Regions from separate parts of the Mus musculus genome. Here region 1 is linked to region 2. The links are chromatin contacts, called in public HiChIP or PLAC-seq maps. All regions are on one chromosome and are shown on one strand. Each heading gives the region's core, a stretch centred on a gene start, on an enhancer-like site or on the middle of the called end of the contact. The rest is flanking DNA. Distances are from core to core; before and after follow the strand shown.

The links. HiChIP or PLAC-seq counts read pairs in DNA pulled down with a chosen protein or histone mark.
Region 1: an H3K27ac HiChIP or PLAC-seq map of regulatory T cells shows a contact between it and region 2, with 6 times the contacts expected there. The contact joins two enhancer-like sites. A contact is called at or near these places in 13 of 484 Hi-C or Micro-C datasets (CD4 T cells, CD8 T cells, Th1 cells and 9 more), 18 of 115 datasets of contacts at active chromatin or transcription factors (the 230-238 cell line, CD4 single positive thymocytes, CD8 T cells and 13 more) and 5 of 9 other capture datasets (adipose tissue, bone marrow-derived macrophages, embryonic stem cells and 2 more).

The regions. Positions count from the first base shown.
Region 1 is chr12:108,757,793-108,763,328 of GRCm38.p6, forward strand. Gm33682 (a long non-coding RNA gene) reads right to left here. Exons shown (of 2, transcript XR_381914.3): 1 at 4,969-5,536; 2 at 3,939-4,285. Gm33628 (a long non-coding RNA gene) reads right to left here and starts at 399. Exons shown (of 2, transcript XR_381913.2): 1 at 18-399. Within about 2 kb of position 3,574, at least 63 of the 459 cell types and tissues checked have an H3K27ac peak or open chromatin away from gene starts, as enhancers often do. A contact at or near this core is called in CD4 single positive thymocytes, Th1 cells, acute myeloid leukemia and 10 more, where this site is marked.
Region 2 is chr12:108,628,303-108,633,654 of GRCm38.p6, forward strand. The region is part of intron 1 of Evl (Ena-vasodilator stimulated phosphoprotein); the gene reads left to right. Among named protein-coding and RNA genes, the nearest start is that of Mir342, 28 kb to the right of the region's middle. Within about 2 kb of position 3,094, at least 97 of the 459 cell types and tissues checked have an H3K27ac peak or open chromatin away from gene starts, as enhancers often do. A contact at or near this core is called in CD4 single positive thymocytes, Th1 cells, acute myeloid leukemia and 10 more, where this site is marked.

The DNA.
Region 1 (5,536 bases), core at 2,324-4,823, 130 kb after region 2:
CGGTAAACGGTACGCACCCTAGGCAGGGACATCCTCAGCTGGGGACACACAGGGGCGCGGCCACTCCGCCATCGCGTCCCCAACTCAAGCGAACTCGCAACGGGGAAGCAATCCTCTCAGCGTCCACGCCCCGCGGAAACCCAAACCAGGCGGAGAGGCTGCGACCTCAGGAACCGTGGACCCGATGACTTGTTAGCGCACGCACGGTCGGGCCGTGGCCCCGTGGCGCCTCCTGCTGGCGTCTCTTTCCCGTTCGAGCACCCGGGAGGCGGTGCTTTGGGACCAGCAGACCCACCCCGCGCAGGCATTGGCTAGTCTGGTCACGTGCCGCGAGAGAGGCGGGGCCTGCACTGGCCTGCTGTTCTCCGTAGTCTGCTCTGTGGCTCCGCCTGGCTTCCTCCCTGCTAACTGCACTTCAGTAGCAGTGCATGCTGGGCTGTGTGTGTGTGTGTGTGTGTGTGTGCTGCGCTGTGCTCCCTCGGGATTTTTCTGGTACCATACAGAACTGCTTTTCAGGATTCTCTCCCCTTCAGATAGATAGAGGGTCTGGTATGCAGTAGGAACTCAACATTGTGTGGACACAAATATAGCTTAGGAACTACACCTTAGCTGATGCCTGCGCCTGCGTACTTTCCCTGGGGTCCCGGCTAGCTTTACTCTTGCCGTGAAAGAACACTTTAACCAAAAGCAACCTGGCGTGGGTGGTTGTGTTATGTCAACTATGGAGGGAAGCCCAGACAGGAACTGAAGCGGAGAGCATGGGGGAACGCTGCTTTCTAGCTTGTTCCCCAAGGCTTGCTAAGCTTGATTTCTGATACAACTCGGGCCTATCTGCCCAAAGATAGCATGTCATCCTACATCAATTAGCAATTAAGAAAATGCCCCCCCCCCGCCCGCCCGCCCCAGACCTGCCCACAGGCCATCCTGATTGAGGTAATGCGAGATTCTGTCTTCCCAGGTATGTCTAGGCTTGACAGAAACTGTATAGCACTTGGAGGTTCCCAAAGGCTGATGGCTGGCCTAGATCTTTAGGCTGGACTGCCTGGCAACAGAACTGGGAGGCTGAGGGGGCACCTGCGTGCTTGTCAGCTGAGAGCCTGGAGCTGAGCTGGAGGAAGAGTCGGGTCCCTGGGGTGGGTTGGAAGAGCGAATGGGAGTACAGGAGTGCCCCCGAAACAGCCACGGGTGCTTGCTGTCACTGACCAAGGCCGCGGGGATGAGACAGATGCCTCCTATCAGAACCCCGTTCTGCCCTTAGTCCCCTTCTCCAGACACACTACTCGATCTCAAGGGAATTCCTGGGTATACCCCACCTTACCCTACTTTCCACATAACTTGGCTGACTCAGCGCTGGCCCTGAAGCTCCTCAGAGGCTAGACCTGAAGTCAGTCTCAGTCCCAGGGCTGGCATCCTTTTTTTTTTTGTTTTTTCGAGACAGGGTTTCTCTGTATAGCCCTGGCTGTCCTGGAACTCACTTTGTAGACCAAGCTGGCCTCGAACTCAGAAATCCACCTGCCTCTGCCTCCCAAGTGCTGAGATTAAAGGCGTGCACCACTCTGCCCGGCAGAGTTGGCATCCCGAAGGCTGCCTGCAGGACGCCTCCTCCCTGGGCTCGCAGACAGTGTAGGCTGACTGACTTGCGACACTGAGCTGGAGGCTTCCATGGACCAGCTAGCAAGGTAGAGAGAGATCAGACGTGAAACAGGCCTGGAGGTTTCATGGGCTGTTAGAGTTGACGTCTTCATTAGGGACTGCCTTCAGTAACAGCTGAGAGTTAGCTGTGTTGGAGACCACCCACTGGAGGCTGAACTCTCTGCGTGTACAGGGCACCCCACTCCCAGCAGCAGAGCTGTTACGGTCTCAGAGAAATACAGGCAGATGAGTTTGTTTGGGGGCTTCCATTTTCTTTCTCTCCTTTTGTGCTTTCTTTCAATGACGTTAGTTGTAGGCACATACTTTGCTATTGTTTTTAGCCCCAGGGCCATAATTTGCAGTGTAGCATTCTACTCAATACCCCAGACCCACATTTTTCTGTTTTTGAGATAAGGCCTTGCTATGCAAACCAAACTGGCTTGCACTTGTGACCCTCCTTCCTTAGCCTCCAGGGCACCGGGGATTACAGGCTTGTGCCACAATGCTGGGCTCAGGTACACAATTTTATTTTTGTATGGACCTGCATGTATAGTTGCATACATGTTTACATGTGTGTACAGACGCACATGCTGCATATACACATGTGCGCGGGAGAAGAGCAGAGATCAGTGCTGAGTGTCTTTTTCCATCACTCTGCACCTTGTTTGTTTGCAGATGGGATCTCCTCCTGAACCTTCTCAGCTAGACCGGCAGGCGGGTCAGTAAGCCTCCTGGATCTGTCTGTCTGTCTGTCTCATCCCCTCCCCTCCCCTCCAGCAATGGAGCTACCCCACCTTGCCTGGTTTTGATGTGGATGCTAAGGGTCTGAAGTCAGCCCCCCTGCCTGGCCCTCTTTGCCTGCAAGCATCTTAAATCGCCCAGTCCTTTCTTGACTCCATGTTTGACATAAGGATAAGATAAGGGTTCGGCTGTTAAACCTCCATCCCAGCACACTTGACTCCCTGCCTGGTCCTCACAGGGGAATCCAAACGCTGGAACCTGTATTGTCCCTTCCTGTTCCTCCCGGCCTCTTGGAAGGAAGAAATGACCTTGAAGATAATAAGAGCACTTTGCAGAGTGCTAGTGTACCCCACCAAAGGCACCCGTGACAGCTGCTGAAAGGATTAACACATATATATGCACATACATATACACATACATATACATATACATATACAATTTTAAGTACACTGGGGCTGAGTTTTCAGGCATGCATTCATGCACACATGTGGTTGCAGAAGCCTGAGGAGGGCAGAAGAGGGCGCTGAATCCACTGGAACTGGAGTTGCAGGCAGCTCTGAGTCAAACTTGTGTTTGCACACCTCAGCAAACCCACGAGACCAGTGTCCACAGCCAGCATTGACCAACAGGAAGAACCCAGGACCCCGTGACAATGTTTATCTGCACATTGTACAAGCCACCTTTCAGAACCAACCTCACCTGACCTGTCAACAAACAACTCCCCGAAACATCTCAACAGCTTATTGTTAGGAAACGCGTCCACCCCCATCAGGGTGCGGATGACGGTCTCCAGAGTCCAGGAGAAACAGGTCCAAAGCAGGGATCCTTGTACTGTATATAGGGTAAAACATAGCTCTTGCTGGCAAAAACATGTTGGTTTTGATGGTTTCTATTTTGGTTAAAGATGAATTTGGGCCAGGCTGTAATGATTTAGAAGCCACTGTCTGAAACCTCAGTCCTTGCACACATACATACCTACATAACACACATGACTTCTAAGGCAATCTATCAGGCAGGGTGTGGTGACACACACCTTTAATCTAACACTCAGAAGGCAGGACAGATGGATGTCTGTGAGGCCAGCCTGGTCTACTTAGACCTCGTCTCAGAAAAAAACAAGTGAGAGTGTTCCCAAGACTGTCTCACCCCCAGAAGACTTACGGTAGCTATGACAAAGCTGACAGAGCCCTGGCCCAGCCTGTGGAAGGCCCTGAGTTCCTCTGCAAGAAAGAGGGGGAAGGGAGGAGTCACAAATGCAAGCAGCATTTCCTGTACAAATGTCAACGAAGGGAGGAAGTGAATGTGACGTTGGCATGCAGCTTCCTGGTGGACAGGATAAAAGAGAAATAGGACCAGAGGCTGGGACTGGAACCACTCATGCTAAGAAGGTTATTTTGGGCTGGCAAGAAGACTCTGTTTAAAAGAACTTGCTGTTCTGTCCAAAGACCCAAGTTCCATTCCCAGCACACACATTAGGTGGCTCACAACCACCTGTAGCTCTTGAGCATCCGCACACACACACACACACACACACACACACACACACACACACGAAAGAGAGAGAATTAAAAATAATAAATACACATATTTTTTTATTTTTTAAGGCCAGGGGCAGACAATATCTGCAAAGCAGAAAACACCTGAGTGTGCCCCTGACAACAGAAAAACAGACTGGAGGTGAACACCTTCCCCTGGGAGTGTCTGGGCACTGTGTGGTCCCCTCTGGCTTCTCCATCCTGTGGTCATCAATCAAACCTTCATTGATCTGATTTTCCCCTGTTGTTCCAGGCCCCGAGGCCAGGGAAGGGCCTCCTTCAGGGGCTTCCTCCAATGGGCAGCTTCTTCTCTCTCCTTCTCTGGGTAGCATTGGGGTGGGGAGAGCAGACGAGGTGCTGAGGGCCATCAGAGCCCCCTGATAAAAAACACATCTTTAAGAAATACTATCAGAAGCTGGGTGGTGGTGGCGCATGCCTTTAATCCCAGCACTTGGGAGGCAGAGGCAGGCGGATTTCTGAATTCAAGGCCAGCCTGGTCTACAGAGTGAGTTCCAGGACAGCCAGGGCTATACAGAGAAACCCTGTCTTGAAAAAGCCAAAAACCAAAAACCAAAAAAGAAGAAGAAGAAGAAGAAGAAGGAGAGGGAGAGGGAGAGGGAGAGGGAGAGGGAGAGGGAGAGGGAGAGGGAGAGGGAGAGGGAGAGGGAGAGGGAGAGGGAGAGGGAGAGGGAGAGGGAGAGGGAGAGGGAGAGGGAGGAGAGGGAGAGGGAGAGGGAGAGGGAGGAGAAGAAGGAGGAGAAGAAGGAGGAGAAGGAGAAGGAGAAGGAGAAGAACAAGAAGAAGAACAAGAAGAAGAACAAGAAAAAGAACAAGAAGAACAAGAACAAGAACAAAAAGAAGAAGAACAAGAAGAAGAACAACAACAACAACAAGAACAAGAACAAGAAGAAGAACAAGAAGAACAAGAGCAAGAAGAAGAAGAACAAGAACAAGAAGAAGAACAAGAAGAAGAACAAGAAGAAGAACAAGAAGAAATAGTATCAGTTGCTGAGGCTTTAGGGAAGTTGTGTATTGGAATGTTGGGAGAATGTCCACTCACCTTTGGTTTCCTTCCAGACAGCTGTTAATCAGTTCTGTTCCGATCTGCCTTCCTCCCAGGGTACTGGGGGAAGCCACTGGGACGTTATCTCATGGCCAGGTTTAGGGGACCTACAATGCCTTTCACCCACCCTCCATGGAACACCAAAGCTTTCTGCATCCCATTTTGGTACCCAAGCCAGGTTGCCAGGGCTCAGTTCTTACTGTGCCTTTGTCTTTAGGCCCAAGGCAGCCTTATTGACCCATCTCTTCATGTACATGCAACCTTTCCCACCCAAGCAGGCAGGGAGAAGCAAGAGGCCCTGCTCAGGACTGCTTCAGGAAGCTAGCTCTGCCGTGCTCTCCCATGAACCATGCAGTAGGTAGAAGAGGCCTGCCACCCACTTCCTGGTTTTGCAGGTCTCTACCATGGTTAGGTGCTCCAGGGGTTGTCCTACTGAACTGGGGCTGTCCTACTAGGCTACTAGGTTCACTTAGCAATATTTGCACTGTGTCCCCTCCTCCAGTGGGCTTCTGTCCCTCCCACATGAAAGCAACTCCTGCTTCACCCCTTATCATCCTTAATCAGG
Region 2 (5,352 bases), core at 1,844-4,343:
GGGCAACCCCCAGGCTGTGGATGGATGCTTGAGAGTTTGGGTCATTGAGTTTTGCCTAGGATGTTTAGTAATCTATAGCTGGTCTCTGCTGCTTTGTGAGTTCTTTTTCCCATCCTTTATTCTACCCCCCCCACCCCCCCTGTTTTAACCCCCCCCCATCACTAAATAAGAGAGAAAGAAGGAGGGAGAGAGGGAGGGAGGAAGACAGAGAGAGAGAGAGAGAGAGAGAGAGAGAGAGAGACCCTGAATATAATTTCTTTGTTCTTTGAACACAACTATTAACAAGCCACATCCAACCGCAAACACCCCCCCCCCAATGACCACCAATCAGCCTCTTGGGGCCCTAGCATTTATTTACCCTCTGAAAAGTTCTAGAATTCCAACTGTCACACAATAGCAGACACTATCTGCAGCTAGCAAAACTATGACTCTGCTAGATCATGAGGCAAATCATAGTCTACTGCTGCAGTCAGTTTGGAGAAGCCCCATATCCACATACATCAGATTAGAACAAAAACACATTCTTATAATATCCCTGTGTTTAAAGAAAACAAAATTCCAAAATTCTCACTACAGTAAGCTGGTCTTTACAGAGCTGGTCCACTTAAGTAGCGCCTGCAGCAAGAGCTGCAACTGTGCTGTGAGAGTGAGCATGTCTGGCTAGCAGTTATTTGAATGTAAACCTTGGAAGAAAGGCCTAGCAGATAGTCATTGAAAATACAAGAATCTCCAGCAAGTCCAATTCCATTTTGATTTTTGAAGGTGTAGTTAAGACTCTAAGACACAGATAATGACAACACAAATACTGTCATATCAAAAGGCCTACTGAATGTTGCTAACTAACCTCATTGCATTGGAGATAGCAGATTTTGAGTGAAGATGTCTCTACCCTCTTTACTCTAACACCTCCCTGCTTCCTTCTTAAAGTGTCCTGCCTTTACCACAGAGGTGGATGGTGTGCCAGTTCTTCAGGAATGATCTCCTTTGCTATCATTCAAAGTTCCTTCTGTACTTGCTGTAGTTGCTATCCCAGAGGGCTGAGTGTTAAAAATTGATATCCCAGAGTGGTGTTGTTGAAAAGGTTGTAAGCCATTAGGAGGAGGCCATTAGGCCACGAGAGACATGTCCTGGAAAGTTTGGAGGGATCCTAGACTCCCAGTCTCTATGGGCTTTCTGGCTGTTAAGTCGTTTGCTCTGCCATCTGCTTTTGCCATTATGTGTCACCCTTACCAGAGGCCCAGAGAATGGGGCTGCCTGATTTGAGTTAAAACAAGTTTTAACAAACAGACCAGACCTTCAAAAGTATGAGTTCAGTCTCTTCAGTAGTCAGTGTCCAGGCATTTTGTTATAATGATAGAAAGGTGACTAACATGATGCTGTTGTGAAGTGAGTCCTTCAAAGAACACATGGACTCTTGAAGCCAATAGAACGCCTTTATTCTCTGGCCAGGGGCCACATTGGGGAACTTGCCCAAATTGTGTAACCATCAGCCTTAACTGATCTTGTCTTTTTATGCACAAAAACCATATCCTGGTTGACACACTTCAATTAGCAAGATCAGTTACCAGTAGGCAGAGCCACAGAAGCCAAACAACAAGGTCAGTGTATTTAAGGACTTTCCCAGAACTATAGACCTGCTGGATTAGGTCTTTGTTCTCATTTTGGCAGGTGTTAGGGTCTCTGTGCTGTGCTCTTAAGTCAGTGGTGCCTTGGTGTCTTTAATAGGTGTCAGTTGTTCTAGGTTCTAGGGGCCTGATATAATCTCATCTGTGTTCCACCAAGGTGAGATGAACAGTCCCTAGCCAGTTTGCTGGTCTCTCAAGGAAGTTTCCTAAGGGAACTGGCTTTGGGTTTAGTTCTTGATTTGTTTTTAGCAAACTCCCAAGTTCTTTAGAATCTGACAGTGCCTTTTGCAGGTCAAGTAGATGTTTCTGTGCTGACACAGTAGAGCCAGCAGCCTTGGTTCATCTGCTGCAGGTGTTGGTACATTCCTCTTCACTCATTCTGAAGTTCCTTTGTGGGGTCACCATTTACCCTAATCCTGCTGGTACCTTATATCTTAAGCTCTGTGCTGGTTCATCATATTACATTACATGCTGCTTTCTTAACAGAACGGCTTTCTTCCTCACTAAACTGCTTCTTTGGTGCCAACATCCCTTATCCTATATTCCCAACAGGTTCTGTTGTCTTTACATGATTGACTTAAGACCTGTTATGCATAGTTTTTATTTTTATTTTGTATGTGGGAAGGGGGCACATGGAACACACAACCGTTTTGAGAGTCAGTTCTTACCTGCTAACCACCTCAAGGCCAATCCATGAATTTTTAATAAAGCCATTCCTTTCAATGAACAGATGAGGAAGCCAGAGTGAAGGTGGGGATAACCAGGAAGTCATGTATAAAGCAAGGGCAGGCCAGAGCTCTTTTCCTTTCCTGCTCCTTCTCATAATTCTGCTAAGTGTATTACTAAAGCTCTAGGACTGAGTTAAAAGGTCTCCCAGAAGGTTCGCTCAAGCTACCTGCTTACTAAAACCAGAAAAGACGGTAGCACCAGGTAAAAGTGAGAGGGAGTGGGAGAGGAAACTGAAAGTTACTTTATCGCAGAGATGGTTACACATAGGCCAATATCTTCAGGAAATGAAAAAAATAACCTTTGTTATTGTAGTAACTAACTGATTCTGCTACTCTCCTTGATGAAGTGACAGTAGTGACTTACTTTGAAAACATCTGTAAAATGAGCAAAATCTACAATGGGTACTGAATCAAACAGGCGTCAGACAGTGTATAGGACTCTGACTCTTGAGAAGAAATATCATGATAAGCCCTACAGTGGCTAGAGGCCTCTGCCTCTGTTTGCTTTTCTATTTTAGGGAAGAAGGTGGAACTTAAGCTAACTGGTTCACAGGAGGCAGATCCTGAAATTCCAGGTCACATAGAGTTAGGCTTAGTAAGAACTAGAAAAAGAGGAAGCAGGTCTGAGCAGAGACAACTGAGTTCTGTTTAAAGGGCTTCCCTCTTTGGAGCTGTTGCCTAGTGGCTGTCTGTGCATGTGAGAGCACTCCTAGAAGCCAGCTCAGATTGCCCTCTGCAGAGCTAAGCAAGGAAGGGTGGTGTCAGAGCCGTGCAGGGTGGCAGCATGTGGGGCTGTCAGCTCAACCTGAGCTAAGAGACCCACCACAGTTTGACTGTGACATATCTCCCACAGGCTAGTATGTTAGGACCTGTGGTCTTCAGCTGATAGTCCTGTTTGAGAGAGTCATAGAAACTTTAAGAGGTAGCGCCTCACTAGGTGGAAGTGGATCACTGGAGGTAGGCCATGAGGTTTTATCCCCTGGCCCCACTTCCTGTCTGTTTTCTACTCTTTGACAGGTGGCACAGTATGACCAGGTTCCTAATACTGGTCTGCCATTTCCTGTCGTAAAAGACTTTCTCCCTTTGTTTGTTCATTTGTTTGGCAGGGTCTCATTCTGTGGACCAGCTGACCTTGAACTCACAGATCCACCTACCTGCCTCCTAAGTACCAGGATTAAAGTTGTGTACCACTACACCTGGACTGATCCCTTCTTAGACCATTAGCCAGACAAACCCTTCCTTGGGTTGCTCCTGTTAGGGGTTTTGTCACAGCAACAACACGAGTAACCAACACAAAAACCTGGCACTCAGAAGTGAGGCCATTCCTGGGATAAACCTGACCACATGGTTTGTAGGCTTTTGAAACTGGCTTGTGTGAGGAATGAGAATTCAGAATGTAGCGCTCTAGACTAAAGAAGCCCCAGAATATTATAAACTGAACTTAGTGGGCATCTGGTGGAGCCCAGAAGACCAAAACCTGAAAGAACTGCAGGCCCGCACCATGGCTCAGTCGATATAGTACCTGCCATGCATGTAGGATCTGAATTGTCCAGATCTCTGGCATCCATATAAAGGGTGGGTGTGGCAGTATGCATCTGTAAGCCCACTTCAGGGGTTAAGGAGGTGTCACAGACCCCTGCAGCTCACTGACCAACCATCCTGGCCAATGATGAGTTCCAGGGTCAGAGAGGACCTTGTCTCAAAACTAAGATCGCCTGGCTCATAAAGTTTCAGAGCCGAACAAGGACTTTGTCAGGACCTGAGCTAGAGTCCGTTCTTGTGATATTCTGGGGAGAATGTATGTCTGTATTCTGCCCATGTCCTTAGACCTTGAATGAGGCTCAATTCAAAAGTAGTGAGCTTGCTAGGCCTGTAATTTTAGAATTCAGGAGGTAGAAGCAAATGGATCTTTGTGAGTTTGAGATTAGCCTTAACTACAAAGGACATTTCAAGGCAGCAGAGCCACTCAACCTGTGGCAGTGCCTTTCCACTGGCTCCTGTTGAGGTAGACAGTGAGAGCAGCAAGTGAAACAAAATATCAGCATGTACATTTGTGGAGGAAGGAGCTATGAGCAAGCTGAAGTTATAGATACAGGGGTGCAAATGCAGCTGTAGTTACTAGATAGGAACCTCCTATTTTATAGGGATGATATGGAAGGTTCCCTGAGGAGAAGACCTGAGCCATCCAAAGCTCTAACTTCTGAATTTGCAAATTCATTTGACCAGAGAACCTGAAGTAAGTGTGTCTACAGGGGTTCCCTGATGGATAAATGCCTATGGAAGTGTTTCCCTGGCTCTGCCTTTAAGGACAGAAGAACTCTGATCCAGGAAGATCAGGCTACATCTCCAGCTGGAGGTTCAAGGTAGGATGGTAAGAGAACAAGGATGGCTCACACCAGGGGTCCAGCCCACTGAAGCCAGGCAGTGTGTGGCAGGATCAGGAAAGCTCCAGGAGGCCTGTCTCAGGCTGAAGTGGAGGGTGATTAAAGAAGACTCCCAGTATCGCCCTCTGCCTCGTATACATGTGCACATACATGTATGCATGCACATGTAGGTACATGCATATGAACCTAAAGAACATGCTGGGCTGGGCTTGGTGGTTCATGTTATCATCCTCACACTCAGGAAGTAGAGAAAGGAGGTTCAGGGGTTCAAGGTGATTCTCAGCTACATAGGGCTTAAGGACAGCTGAAAAGAAAAGTAAACAAAACAAAACAAAAAACAAAACAAACAAACAAAATCCCAAGAGAAAGCAAAAGCAGATTTTGCCTTAAGCATGGCCAGAAGGAAAGGTCACTTTAGAAGAGGGGTCAGAATGATGGATTGCATGCTTTCAAAATGGAGGGAGCCATGGACCAAGGAATGTGGGTACTGTGTAGGAGAGGGAAGGGAAGGGGCTAACTCTTCTGCAGAGCCTCCAGAGCGGAGTGTACCGTTTCCACCGTCTTAATTTAACCTAGGGAGATCCATGTTGAAATCCGATCCCGGTGGACTTCTCA